Regions from separate parts of the Danio rerio genome. Here regions 1 and 2 are each linked to region 3. A link is a contact called in public Hi-C data. All regions are on one chromosome and are shown on one strand. Each heading gives the region's core, a stretch centred on a gene start, on an enhancer-like site or on the middle of the called end of the contact. The rest is flanking DNA. Distances are from core to core; before and after follow the strand shown. Region 1 holds the start of hsd17b1 (hydroxysteroid (17-beta) dehydrogenase 1). Region 2 has its middle 24 kb from the start of wfikkn2a. Region 3 has its middle 82 kb from the start of spag9a.

Region 1 (4,305 bases), core at 1,233-3,732, 250 kb after region 3:
TTATCACTATGGAGCGCGTCAGCTGAAAGTCATGCACCATTATATGACTGTTTTTATGATTGTATAGGGCACTTGTAATCAAAAGGAAAGGGAATCTCGCTGTTTGTAATATTTATTTATAAGTGTTTTCATTCCTAAACAAAGCGAAAGCACAGAACACTCACGTTTAAGAGCAACGTCTGATTGTCAGACTCTGATCGCTGATTGGTTCTTGTACTAGAAGGCGGGGCTTCATTCGCCAAATTGACTGTTACACTTTTCCCCATTCCAAATAAAATGAGTGTCGTGTCTTGTGTATTCTGTAGTCTTGGATTGTACAAAAGGCCTTTTCAACAAACATATCCAAATGTTTTTGGCTGCTCGCGCCATTCGCTCGACAGGTGACTCACACTCTGCACAGCCTTCAACTGCAGCTTGTGCTGTATCAAACAGACACACGTCACTTCATTACTATAGCGACCGTTTTTCGACTGAACTAAATTTATTTATCATGTCTTGGTCACACTTTTTGGAGGGTCAAAACAAATTGCCTCGGGGCCGGGATTGGCACGCTGGCTGCCTATTGAATAGCCCTGGCATACACAATAAAAAGAGGTCATATTTTACATTACTTTTTCCAAGTGTTGAAATAATTCTACGAAGCCGACCATTTCAGTAAACAATGTCTGTGACCTTTCATCTGCATGACTTGTGCAACAGTTTTCAAAAAGCCAACATTTACAGAACTACTTTTATTTACAGAACTACAAATACATTTGCAGAACTAAAAATAGTTTGGGGAAAAATAAATGATATAAATAATTTTTTTTTGTAAATGTTTTGTTAATTTAGTCTTTTATATTACTGACTTAGTTATGGACAAATCACTGAGACCAATCATGCTAATGAAGAAACATAATATAATGTGGCAGGAATAATCACCCAATTATCTTGGTTTAGATTGACAAGTGGGATGCAACATAGTGAGAAGATATTTCTACAGACAAATGCAACCGTTTTTTTTTTTATTTTATTGAATGTGAGGGCTTATTGGTTAGCACTGTCACCTCACAGCAAGAAAGTCGTTGGTTTGAGTTCCGACTGGGTTAGCTAGCATTTCTGTGTGGAGTTTGCATGTTCTCCCAGTGTCCTTGTGGGTTTTCTCCAGGTGCTCCGGTTTCCCCCACAGTCCAAAAACATGTGGTACACGTAAATTGAATAAGCGAAGTTTCATAAACTAATTTTGAGAGGAGCATGTGATATGATCAACTTCAGCTGACCCTCATCACTAATCATTAGCTAGCCAATCAGAGCATTCCAAAACTACTATATATATATATCCTGATTAATCTTTATTCCCTATCTCCGTTTTCGAAAACCCTTCCAACAACCCCCTTTTCCCTCCGCCTCTTTTATGATCGGGCAACACGGTGGCTCAGTGGTTAGCTCTGCTGCCTCGTAGCAAGAGGGCCACAGGTTCAAGTCCTATTCGAACCAGTCAGCACTCCCTGCGCGGAGTTTGCACAGTCAAAAAAAACATGTACAAAAGTGAATTGTAATACAGTCTCAAGCAACTAGCGCATACATGCCTAACCAATCAGTATCACCCATTAGCCAGGGTACGGGGGCATTCGAGAAACACCTGATCTCGTATCCCTCCTATTGCTCATTGACCAGGCGGGAACCTTGGGCTCATCTATCTGCAAGTTCAGGGTTCTTTCCCGGGAAAGCATGCCAAACCTGCTACCCTAGTTGAGCATTATGTAAGTGTGAACTCTTGAAACTAAATTGAACTAAATTGTGTGTGAATGAGTGTGTATGGATGTTTTCCAGTACTTGATTGCAGCTGGAAAACATATGCTGGATAAGACCCCTGATTATTAAAGAGACTAAGAACCATTGCTATTGTTTGCATCTCTCAAAATGGTCAATTTGTTTAAATCACGACTATTAATTAATTAATTAATTATTTTTTTCTTCAGCTAATGTTTTCTTGTATTATATTTTGAATTTCCATAGCTTCCAAGAATCCAAAAAGGTCCACATATTGATAAATGCTGTCATGGCAGTCGTTTTAACATTCAGATATGATTAAATTGCCTCTTGTGAAATAGTTTGGTGACAAGCAGAAAATGTTCATGGGCCAATGACATGACCACATTGAAATGGTCTATACATTTAAATTTAGCCCTAACACTAAAAGTGATTATTCTTATAGAAGCTGATCCTTTTGTGATCTCAAATTAATTGCATAACATCACATCCTTAATTGAAGTGTGATTAAAAACCTACAAGATGCATGAAGTATTATTTTCTGAACAAATACAAATTGTATTTAATATTCACCACAGCTGCTGATGTGTATATACTGTATATGTGATGTGGCACCTGTTGAGCAAAACAAAAGTGTGAAATCAGAATGTTTACATAAAGCTGTCCTTGTGATAATGGAAAAATCTAAAACATCTGAATCCGAGACACAGCACTTAGACGGAGCACATAACTGCACATAACCTCGGAGAATCATTGCAGCGCTCGTCTCATCTGAGTTTTCTTGTAAAAATGGAGCAGAAGGTTGTTCTCATCACTGGATGCTCTTCAGGGATTGGACTCAGCCTTGCTGTGCATCTCGCATCAAATCCAGCAAAAGCCTACAAAGGTATTAGAACAACACATTTCAGTGGGTTCTGTTAAATTGAGTGTTTGTGCATGTCTGATCTTTACAGTTAACCAAAACGTTATTATTTTATTAATATACTGCACTGTAAAAAGCGATAGTACACTGTAAAACAATTCTTACATTTTTTTGTTGAATCGGTTACTTTTTAGACACCTCAACTTACATTAAACTAATCAAAAATATGAAGTTAACATTTGTATAGCTTAAATATTTGAAAACTGGTTAACTTATTAAAGTAAGCTCAATCAACAAAAATATTTGTTGTCTTCAATTTTTGTCATTCATTTTTTCACAACAAGGGACTCCTGAACACATCACAAAAATCAACACACATCTGTGGCTCATTCAGAGAACTACACAGTGTTAAAAATCTATGTGCTATCAGCTTTTGAATGGGGTCATTTTTTTTAAATAAATATAAATTCAACTATTATTTTGTTATTATTTGTTATTTTGTTATTATCTTGTTGAGTATGTGTGACCCTGAACCGCAAAACCATAAGTGCCAATTTTTAGAAAATGAGATGTATCCATTATCTGAATGCTGAATAAATAATGCTAGGACAGGACGGCATTAAACTGAGATACAACTATGTGAAAATGTACAATCTGAGGGATTCAAAAAGAAAATGATGAGACATAAAACGCCTTTAAAGTCGTCAAGTTCTTACTAGCAATGCACATTACTAATGCAAATTGAGTTTTACAAAATATAATTAACATTACAATCAGTGTCAAACTATGACTTCTTACTGATGTTGTTTAGTCTATGCTACTATGCGGAACTTGGACAAGAAGCAACGGCTGCTGGAGAGCGTCAGAGGACTGCATAAAGACACTCTGGACATCCTGCAAATGGATGTAACTGACCAGCAATCTATACTTGATGCTCAAAGAAATGTTACAGAGGGCAGAATTGACATACTGGGTAAGAGAAAATTAGACATTTCTCCTTGAAAAAAAATAAATAAATAAAGGGATAGTTCACACAGTATATATATATATATATATATATATATATATATATATATATATATTTATATATTTTTTAAAACAGCAGAAAGAAATTATGACAGAACATTAATTTTTGGTGAACTCTCCCTTTAAATGCTCACATGCACAGCCATTCTCATGTATTTCCTCCTGATATTTTTGTGTTAGTGTGTAATGCCGGTGTGGGTCTGATGGGTCCTCTGGAAACCCACTCGCTGGACACTATAAGAGCCATCCTGGACGTCAATCTGCTGGGCACCATCCGCACCATACAGACCTTCCTACCAGACATGAAGAAAAAGAGACACGGCAGAATCCTGGTCACCGGCAGCATGGGAGGACTGCAGGGTGAGAGAAGAACTTTCACTTACTCGCACACACACTCACTTACTCGCACACACACTCACTTACTCTCGCACGCACGCACGCACGCACTCACGCACTCACGCACTCACTCACTCACTCACTCACTCACTCACTCACTCACTCACTCACTCACTCACTCACTCACTCACTCACTCTCTCTCTCACACACACACGCACACACACACACACACACACACACACACACACACACACACACACAGAGACACAGAGACACACACACACACAGACACAGACAGACACAGACAGACACAGACACACACAGACAC
Region 2 (4,319 bases), core at 138-2,637, 170 kb after region 3:
AGTTTGCAGTGTGTTTCAGACACGTTTAAATTTCTTTATCGACAATACAATATATGATTCAATATTTGGTGGAATAACTCACAGCAAATCTAATTATTTGTTATCCTGATAGATTGTTATTTTCCCAACTAAAATAAGCTCTAAATGAAAACACTTTTATTTGAAATTTATTAGAAAAATAAAATAATAAAATAAAAGACTTTATGGAATGAAACAAATGTTATTGTTATATATGGAAAGATTTTTTCAGCAAATTTTTATACCAAATTGTTTTATTTTAATCATTTCTGATAATGTCATGAATAATGACTTAAATAATAATTTACAATTTTTTTTGTAATTTTTTTAATCAGCTTAAAGTACAATAGCTAGGCAAGTTGGGTTAATTAGGCAAATCACTGGACAACATCAAAACAGAAAAAATATATTGAAAAAAGAGCTAATAATGTTGACCTTGGCAGTTTTTTTTTTTTTCATTTAAAAATATTTTTTATTTATGTCAGCCAAACTAAAATTCTTTAAGTCTGTCTTAAAGTAAATTACTTTCTCTAGAAGAACAAAATAAAAATAAATACTGTGGAAAATGTCATCGCTATATTAAACAAATTAAATAATAAATAAACAATAAACAAATTAATTTCTCTAATTTAATAAGTGAATAGAAAGTAAATAAATGTTAGATATATTATTTTATTCCAGCAAAACTAAAAGCAATAAGACTTTCTTCAGAAGAAAAAATATAAAACAAAATACTGTGAAAAATTCCTTGCTCTACCTACTTTATGTACACATAGATAGATAGATAGATAGATAGATAGATAGATAGATAGATAGATAGATAGATAGATAGATAGATAGATAGATAGATAGATAGATAGATAGATAGATAGATAGATAGATAGATTGATTGATTGATTGATTGATTGATTGATTGATTTTTTTTTATATTTCCCAAATGATGTTTAACAGAGCAAGGGCATTTTCACTGTATGTCTGATAATATTTTTTCTTCTGGAGAAAGTCTGATTTGTTTTATTTCAGCTAGAATAAAAGCAGTTATTAATTTTAAGGACCAACTTATTAGCCCGTTTGAACAATTTTTTCTTTTCTTTTTTTTTAGATAGTCTACAGAACAAACCATCATTATACAATAACTTGCCTAAATACCCTAACCTGCCTATAGTTAATCTAATTAACCTAGTTGAGCCTTTAAATGTCACTTTAAGCTGTATAGAAATATCTTCAAAAATATATGGTCAAATATTATTTACTGTCATCATGGCAAAGATAAAATAAATCCATTATTGGAGATGAGTTATTAAAACTATGATGTTTAGAAATGTGTTGAAAAAATCTCTCTGGTAAACAGAAATTGGGGAAAAAATTTATAAAATAATTTAGGATAATTCAGGGAGGGCTAATAATTCTGACTTCTACTGTATGTGATTTAAACACGATTAAAATAATTTGCATGACACAACGATTTGCCTCATTTTCATTCAAGGAAAGCATAATTTCTTGTATTACTGTGGGCTGAAACATGATCTTGAAATGTGCTCAGCATTGCTAATATTCAGTCATCGTTAATATCCACAGTCATATGACAGGCATGTCTGAAATCGACACTATATATTCGACATGTTTCAGGCATGTAGCTGTAACTCCCCAAGACGTTCAGTTTGATTTTAGGAATCAGATTAGGTGTATCGTGTTCCAGATCCCCATATCCACTCCAGCCAGCTTTCTAAATGAAGCTGCTGACCCATTAAGCTCGCCCATAAATTATTCCTTATTGATGAATTAAGCACTGAAGCAGAGGATTCTTCTGGAAATAAAAGACAGCAGCATCGTGATGTCCCATTATTCTGCTCACTCACCCACGAGATTGCTTTGAAAACTCGTAAAACATTCATTATGGCGGAGTGATTCATTCATTCATACCTTAATGTGTTCATTCGTCAACTTAATCATTCCTTTTTTTTTATTAAAAACGAGTATTGCATGTCGTGTCAACTACAATAATGTACGTAAAAGCCTATGACGGTGTAACATGCAATCATCAGCTTAAAGACTGTTGATAAAATGATCCCCCCTGACTGGATATAATGGTACAGACACATGGCAATTCATATCAATTACATTAAGAGTGGTGCAATTGCGCCCCCCAGTGTAGATGAAAAACCTGAAGCATAACTAAAAGCATGTCTGGGATGTTTATTAGATAATAAATTATCAGGAGATGTTATGGCAAGAAAGCTTGGCAAGAAGATATGTGAAAATTAGGTTCTTAGCAAGGCAAGCTGATCTGTTGGATGTTCATTCTTTAAAATTATTGGCAGGAGCTTTGATTCAACCTCATTTAGATTGTTACTTCATTTTGGTATAGTAGCTGCTCATAGAATATGAAGATAAAATTGCAAAAGGCACAACATAAATTAGTATGAATCATTTTAAAAATTCATCCTAGAGCAATAGAGTATGTTTTTTAAAACTGGGAATGGTACGTAAAATGTTTAAAAATGTGGTTCCTTGTTATTTGGTGAACTATTTTCAAATGGTGAGGCAACATCATTCATACAGTACTAGGGGTTGGGATTTTAATATTTGTTTATTTCAATTTAGAAGTCTAATGGGGGTAAATGTTTTTATATACAAGTGCAATCATGTGGAACAAATTATCAAAATCGATCAAAGAAATAAAAGACTTAGGGAGGTTCAAAAAAGCTATCAAAAGATGGTTGTTTGATGAGGATAATTAGTTTGCATGGTGGACGAGGATGTTTTATTTGAAATATTACTTGATTGTGAATAGGGTTGCAGCTGGAAGGCCATTCGCTGCGTAAAACATATGCTGGATAAGTTGACGGTTCATTCGGCTGTGGCGACCCCTGATTAATAGAGGGACTAAGCCGAAAAGAAAAATGAATGAATGAAGGAAGGTATTTCTGAATTATTTTGTTACTGTTTTAAAATGTGGAGGTGTTTGTTTTATGCATCATCGGTATTTTGAAGCCATACTTTGGTTTTTCTAACAGCGAGGACCACAATGGAAGCAGGCCTATTGTGTTTTTATCCTCGACAGTTTTTATTTCAAAATGTATGGGGTACTTGTATTTTTGTACAGCTTTTCTAAAATCTGTCACATAAAATTCAATTGAGTTCAATCTGGCCACTTTACTAAGATCCATAATACATCTTCAGCTCCTTGTTATTGTAAATATCTGACTGGACATTTAGGCTTGTAGACCTGTTCCAGATGATCTGAAGTTTAAATTAGCTATAAGAATAAGGAAGAAGGTCCTGACCTGACTAATCCACTTGTTGATGTCCTGTTTTGATTTAAACATGAAAGAATTGCATTAATGGCAGACATTGACACGATGTACTATCAAGTACGAGTTCAAAATCATCCTTGTGACTTCCTTAGATTCCTGTGGTGGCCACAGGGAGATGTCAACCAGCTGCTTGAAGTATACAGGCTGAATGTCCATCTTTTTGGGGCAGCGTCATCACCCAGTATCGCCAATTGTGCTTTAAAGCAAACAGGAACTGACAACAGATACAGCTCACAGGTCATCGACACAATCAATTAATCATTACACTGATGATTGTCTCAAGTCTGTGGCCTCTGTGAAAGAACAATCAAGCTCACTAAAGATTTCAGGAAAGCCTGCACCCTAGCTGAATTTACTTTGAATAAATGGGTGAGTAACAGCTATGAAGTCCTTGAAGCCATTCCACAAAATTCTAGAGCCCCTCTTGTGAAACAGCTTAACTCTTGAGAAGGCACTTAAAATCCAGTGGAACATCTTAAAGGATGTCCTTACCTTTCGGGTAGCAGTCAAGAACCAAGCTCCCACAAAACGTACAGTCAGTCAGTTCCATACTACCCACTAGAGTTCCTCAGGGATAAGCAAATCCTGCAAAGATTCTGCCATGAAAAGTAAGGGTGTGATGAAATAATTCCTATTGAAATGATGAAACCTTGGCAAAGATGGCTCGCAGAGCTAGACTAGTTAAGCAGATTTAAAGTAGACAGGTGTATAAAGCCTGAAAATGTTGGTGTTGCTGCTGATCTACATCACTTTTGCAATGCAAGCGAGCTAGGATATGGGACAGTGAGCTATCTCAAACTTACAGACAGCAGTAAAAATGTTCATGTCACCTTTGTACTGGAAGAGGCCAGAGTTATTCCCCTGAAGCGGGTGACCATTTAGAGATTTGAGCTTGCAGCTGCAACACTTGCTGTGAAAGTTGACAGAATGTTCTGAAAAGAACTTCACACGCAACTGAAAGATTCTACCTTTTGGACAGACGTT
Region 3 (4,920 bases), core at 1,478-3,977:
CAAAACATTTTATAATTAAAAATCATATATCCCTTAAGAATATTAGAGGTTTTTCTTGTTAAACGATGTTCTCCAAACTGGGCGGCACGGTGGCGCAGTGGGTAGCACAAATGCCTCACAGCAAGAAGGTCGCTGGTTAAAGCCTCGGCTAGGTCAGTTGGCATTTCTGTGTGGAGTTTGCAAGTTTTCCCTGTGTCGCGTGGGTTTCCTCCGGGTGCTCCGGTTTTCCCCACAGTCCAAAAACATGTGGTACAGGTGAATAGGGTAAGCTAAATTGTCCGTAGTGTGTGTGAATGAGTGTGCATGCGGATGTTTCCAAGTGATGGGCTGCAGCCAGAAGAGCATCTGTTGTGTAAAACATATGCTGGATAAGTTGGTGGTTCATTCCGCTGTGGCGACCCCAGATTAATAAAATAAAATAAAAAAAAAAGAATGAATGAAACTTGTGCAATAGTCCTTGGTCTCTAAAAGAACGTGAACAAAATTTGGCTTTGATTCAGTTAATTTTATTTATTTATATGAAACTTTCTCAAAATAATAAAAACCTGTACAAGGAAGATAAATTTGTTACAAAAATTTACATAATGCAAATATCAAAATTTTGCTATTTAAATATAATATTGGTTTTCCTTCTAAATAAATTTCCCATATCCACCCAAAAAACACTGTGTATACACAGTCACAAAACAGGTGGACAATATATTATTTTTCCATGGAACAAAATTCACAAGAATAATCAATATCCAAAGTCAATCTTTTTAAAACCTCTTTAACTAGATATATAAAATGTAAAATTTTTATTTTACTTTATTATTTAAGCAATATATTTCACAAGAACGCCAAGCTTTCTTCCAATTTATATTCATAAATACATTGGTCCATCTTAAGTTTTTATATATAACTGTATCACCTGTTATAATATTTCTAAATCATTTATTAATATAACTTTGTTTAATGATATCAAGGTCTCCTGAAAAAAAAAAAGGTTTTCTTTAACATATTTTCCACACTCATTTCCATACTCTTTTATAAAATGAAGCTGTTGTAATTGGAAAACATAACATATCTAAATATTCACTGTAAGATATTAATTTGCCATTTAAATTTAGAAGTTGCCTAACACAATATCATTTTCATACCAATTTTGAAAGAAGAGAGATTTACATCTATTTATCCAAATAATAGCCTATATTTTTGGGGGGAAAATTTGTGCTTAAATACCAACATCCAGGACAATAAAGCTTGTTTGTGAAATTTAGCTAATTTCACTGGAAGTTTGTCAATTTAAAAATCTGAACAGAAATTCTATGCCCCCTCACCATGTCAAATATGTTTCGGAAAAGTAAATACAGTTGAAGTCAGAATTATTAGCCCCCCATGGATTTATTTTTCTTTTTAAAATATTTTCCCAAATGCGCAAAGGGAATTTTCACAGTATATCTGATAATATTTTTTCGTCTGGAGAAAGTCTTATTTGTTTTATTTAAGCTATATTTTTTCAGATAGTCAGAACAAACCATCGTTATACAATAACTTGCCTAATTACCCTAACCTGACTAGTTAACCTAATAAACTTAGTTAAGGCTTTAAATGTCACTTTAGGCAGTAGAAGTGTTGAATCATATCTAGTAAAATATTATTAACTGTCATCATGACAAAGATAAAATAAATCAGTTATTAGAAATGAGTTATTAATACTATCATGTTTAGAAACAGAAATTGGGGGTTAATAATTCTGACTTCAACTGTACATCAATCCCTTTAACTGACAAGACCAGCTAATGACCTAACATCATGCTCCCGGAAGTGACCAAATTTTTGGAGGGAAATCACTAAATTAACAGAGCAAACACCCGTGAGTACTGACAATGTATCTGATTTATTGTTTGGTATTAGTTGGTTTGTCTTAATCTGAAACATCAATCCTGTTTGCTATAACAAAAAAAAACAAAAAACAAAAAACTTATATTTAAGTATAAAAAGTCGTTAAAGCCGTTTGTGTTGTTGAGTTCATGCAGTAGAGCTGTATTTGATTATATACAGTATTGATATATACATATCTTATTATGTGTTGAATGGTTCGCTTTAGTAGTGAGTTTAGACGCCATTTCGTACTAATTTGAACATGTTATTATTTACTCACCATTATCACCGCTTGTCTTATGAAATACAAATGGAGATATTCTAATTCAATATTAACCGCTTGAGGCGTGTTTAACAAACCGTGTTGATTCTTCTCGCGAGAGACCAAGAGTGAATCTCGTTGGTTCTTTCTCAAGCAAACGTACTTGAACTTAACGTTATTCGATTTGCTGCTCAAAGTTTATCAAATGAAATCTTTTCATCGTTTAGATCAATCACAGTTCTTCAGAAGACTTCAGACAGATTTATAAAACTAATACGTTCATATTTTATGTTGGTATATTCATCACGAACACTTTGAAGTGTTAAGAGTTTTGTGGTAATGTTAAATAGACTTTCAGGTGGGGGACAGAAATCTCCCAGATTAAATATTTTATAAATTTGTGCTCCAAAGAATCTCTCATGATTGAAAGGACATGATGAGGGTGAGTTAAATAATAATAAGAGTTTTTATTTTGGACTCAATAAAATAAAATAATAAAGATCATATTATGAAGGTATTTTTGGCCAGCAGGTGGCAGAACTGCACTGTTCCCGAAGGCCCATAGAAACTGAAGGACATCACATCACATCACACACTGCTGACGGTGAGAGAGCGAGACATAAACAGAGCTGGAGCCCTTACATAACACAGCCAGATGCTCTCTGAGTATGTGTGTGTGTGTGTGTGTCCGTGCACGTCTATCTACTTCGAGTACACCATCCTGCAGCTCAATTTTTTGTTACATTTATTTTAGCTGTGCTAATTTTAATATTACCTGCAAAACGTTTTTAAGACATGTAACTTTGTGGTTAAATTGTGACAGGCAACTAGTATATTATCCCATTAAATAGGCTACTAGCAGTTATTCTGCTTAATCTTTTTGTAGTACCTTTTTAAAAATTACTAGTAATTAATTATTGAATAACAGGTCTTAATTAATTAATTAATTAATGGTATTAATTATTAATTAATGGTATTTATACTGGTACCTATTAAATAGACTTTAATACCAATTAAATGGATGACATGCAATCAATTATTAATTGGGGATTTCTCTTGAACTTGCTAGTTAAACAATATTACCTATTGGATATATGCCAGAACTTTTTAATTACATGCTAGTCCTTATTTCAGAGGTGAATGGTAGCTATTTTCTTGTTATATTTTTGCCACAGATCTGTAATAATAGAGATATTCTAATATCTCTATATGCATTTTATTTATAATGGTTATATTAGAATAATTGTTGATCATTAGGTACTAGTTCTTAATCATTAGACGCTGAAATTATTTAATGTTATACTGTACGTTTTTATACCACAGTTCTGTCTGGTTCTTTAATCTGATGGGTTGATAGCGTACGATATTCTGCCAGTAACAGCACAAATACTGCCTCTTCACCCTTGTGTACCACTCCGCCCACAAACAGCAATACTGTAGGCTGTAATAGACTTTATAGTAGACTGTACAGATACTGTATAGAGATATCTCTGTAGACTGATGGCATTTCATGCAGTTCAGCCTTATAATCTTAAAATGTGAGCAAAATCAGCTGTTTTGTCATCACTTCAGACATTACGCTAGAGAATCATTCAAACACTAGCTCTAAAGTGACGTTGGTGAAGTAGTAACTGCTTTTGCTGTTCTGATGTCAGCTGCAGATGTGAATGAATGGTGGAAGAAAGTAGTTCCTAATACAAAAGGTTTTTAGACTCTCTGTGTTTGATTTTTCTTTTTTATACACACGATTATGTCGTCGAACTGTTGTATAAATGCAATGTCACACTCGTAGCAGTGCGATGTGGCTGTATATCATCACTGGTGGGACGCATACCTCCCACCACGCCAATACACAGCCACATTGCACTGCTACTCGTGTGATATTGATCATTAAACTAATGCCACTTTTTATTTATCTGTATTAGATACTTAAATAAAAATAAAAAAAACTAGTATATAATGAATATGCACTTGTCTATTTAGTAAGATTTAATAAGTAAGACTACTGAGCAATTCCGGCATTATGGATGTGACATTTGCTGTAAAAACTCAAAACATGAATACATAGAGGAAGTATATGTTAACATTACATTGAAACATCTGATTATATTTTCTAAAACAACTCACCGCAGAAGTGTGGTATCAGAAAAATATTAATCTGTAAACATTTTTTATACTTTAAATGAGAAAAACAAGCATGCGTTATGGATGTGACCAAAAAAGTTAGCGAGTTTACAGTAAACAACATACTTTGTAGAATTTCTGTGAATTAAACTGCACAACCCAAAAGAAATAATGCTAATGAAAAGGATAAGAGTCGGCTCATTATAGAACAAAACATGATTGATTTTATTGTATTTGACATTTTTGCTTTTATGAGGAAAAAGGTTTGTTATGGATGTGACACTTTTCCATTATGGACGACAGATGTGAAATTGGCACTTTTGTGACATTAATATATCAAATATAATTGTTTGAAAACACTGACAGAGACATTTTTGAGTATTTTTAAAGTACTGTAAAATACTTGCTTGCACAAAAAATGTAGAAACAGGTTCTCTATTTTGGTGAAAAGTTATTTTTTTCATGGCAAGGTTGACATTTGCATGGAATTGCTAGTATTCATTAAATAAGTACTAGTTTCTTTAAAAAAAGTTCTAGTAAAGAAGGGTACTGGAGCATGAATATGGATACAGTTGAATTCAGAATTATTAGCCCGCTTTAATTTTTTTTCTTTTTAAAATATTTTCCAAATGATGTTTAACAGAGCAAGGAAATTTTCACAGAATAAAAGC

What was found. Hi-C and Micro-C count contacts between places; a contact is called where the count stands out from the background.
Region 1: a contact with region 3 is called in a Hi-C map of embryo, with 2.8 times the contacts expected there. The contact joins the promoter of hsd17b1 here to the enhancer-like site in region 3. A contact is called at or near these places in 2 of 18 Hi-C or Micro-C datasets (caudal fin and embryo).
Region 2: a contact with region 3 is called in a Hi-C map of hematopoietic stem cells, with 4 times the contacts expected there. The contact joins two enhancer-like sites. A contact is called at or near these places in 8 of 18 Hi-C or Micro-C datasets (caudal fin, embryo, fibroblasts and 3 more) and 1 of 4 datasets of contacts at active chromatin or transcription factors (caudal fin).

The regions. Positions count from the first base shown.
Region 1 is chr3:16,823,733-16,828,037 of GRCz12tu, reverse strand. It overlaps hsd17b1 (hydroxysteroid (17-beta) dehydrogenase 1), which reads left to right and starts at 2,482. Exons shown (of 6, transcript NM_205584.2): 1 at 2,482-2,638; 2 at 3,426-3,587; 3 at 3,821-4,000. The coding sequence starts at 2,542.
Region 2 is chr3:16,899,564-16,903,882 of GRCz12tu, reverse strand. No RefSeq gene overlaps it. Among named protein-coding and RNA genes, the nearest start is that of wfikkn2a, 24 kb to the right of the region's middle. Within about 2 kb of position 1,387, at least 5 of the 62 cell types and tissues checked have an H3K27ac peak or open chromatin away from gene starts, as enhancers often do.
Region 3 is chr3:17,070,473-17,075,392 of GRCz12tu, reverse strand. No RefSeq gene overlaps it. Among named protein-coding and RNA genes, the nearest start is that of spag9a, 82 kb to the left of the region's middle. Within about 2 kb of position 2,727, at least 36 of the 62 cell types and tissues checked have an H3K27ac peak or open chromatin away from gene starts, as enhancers often do.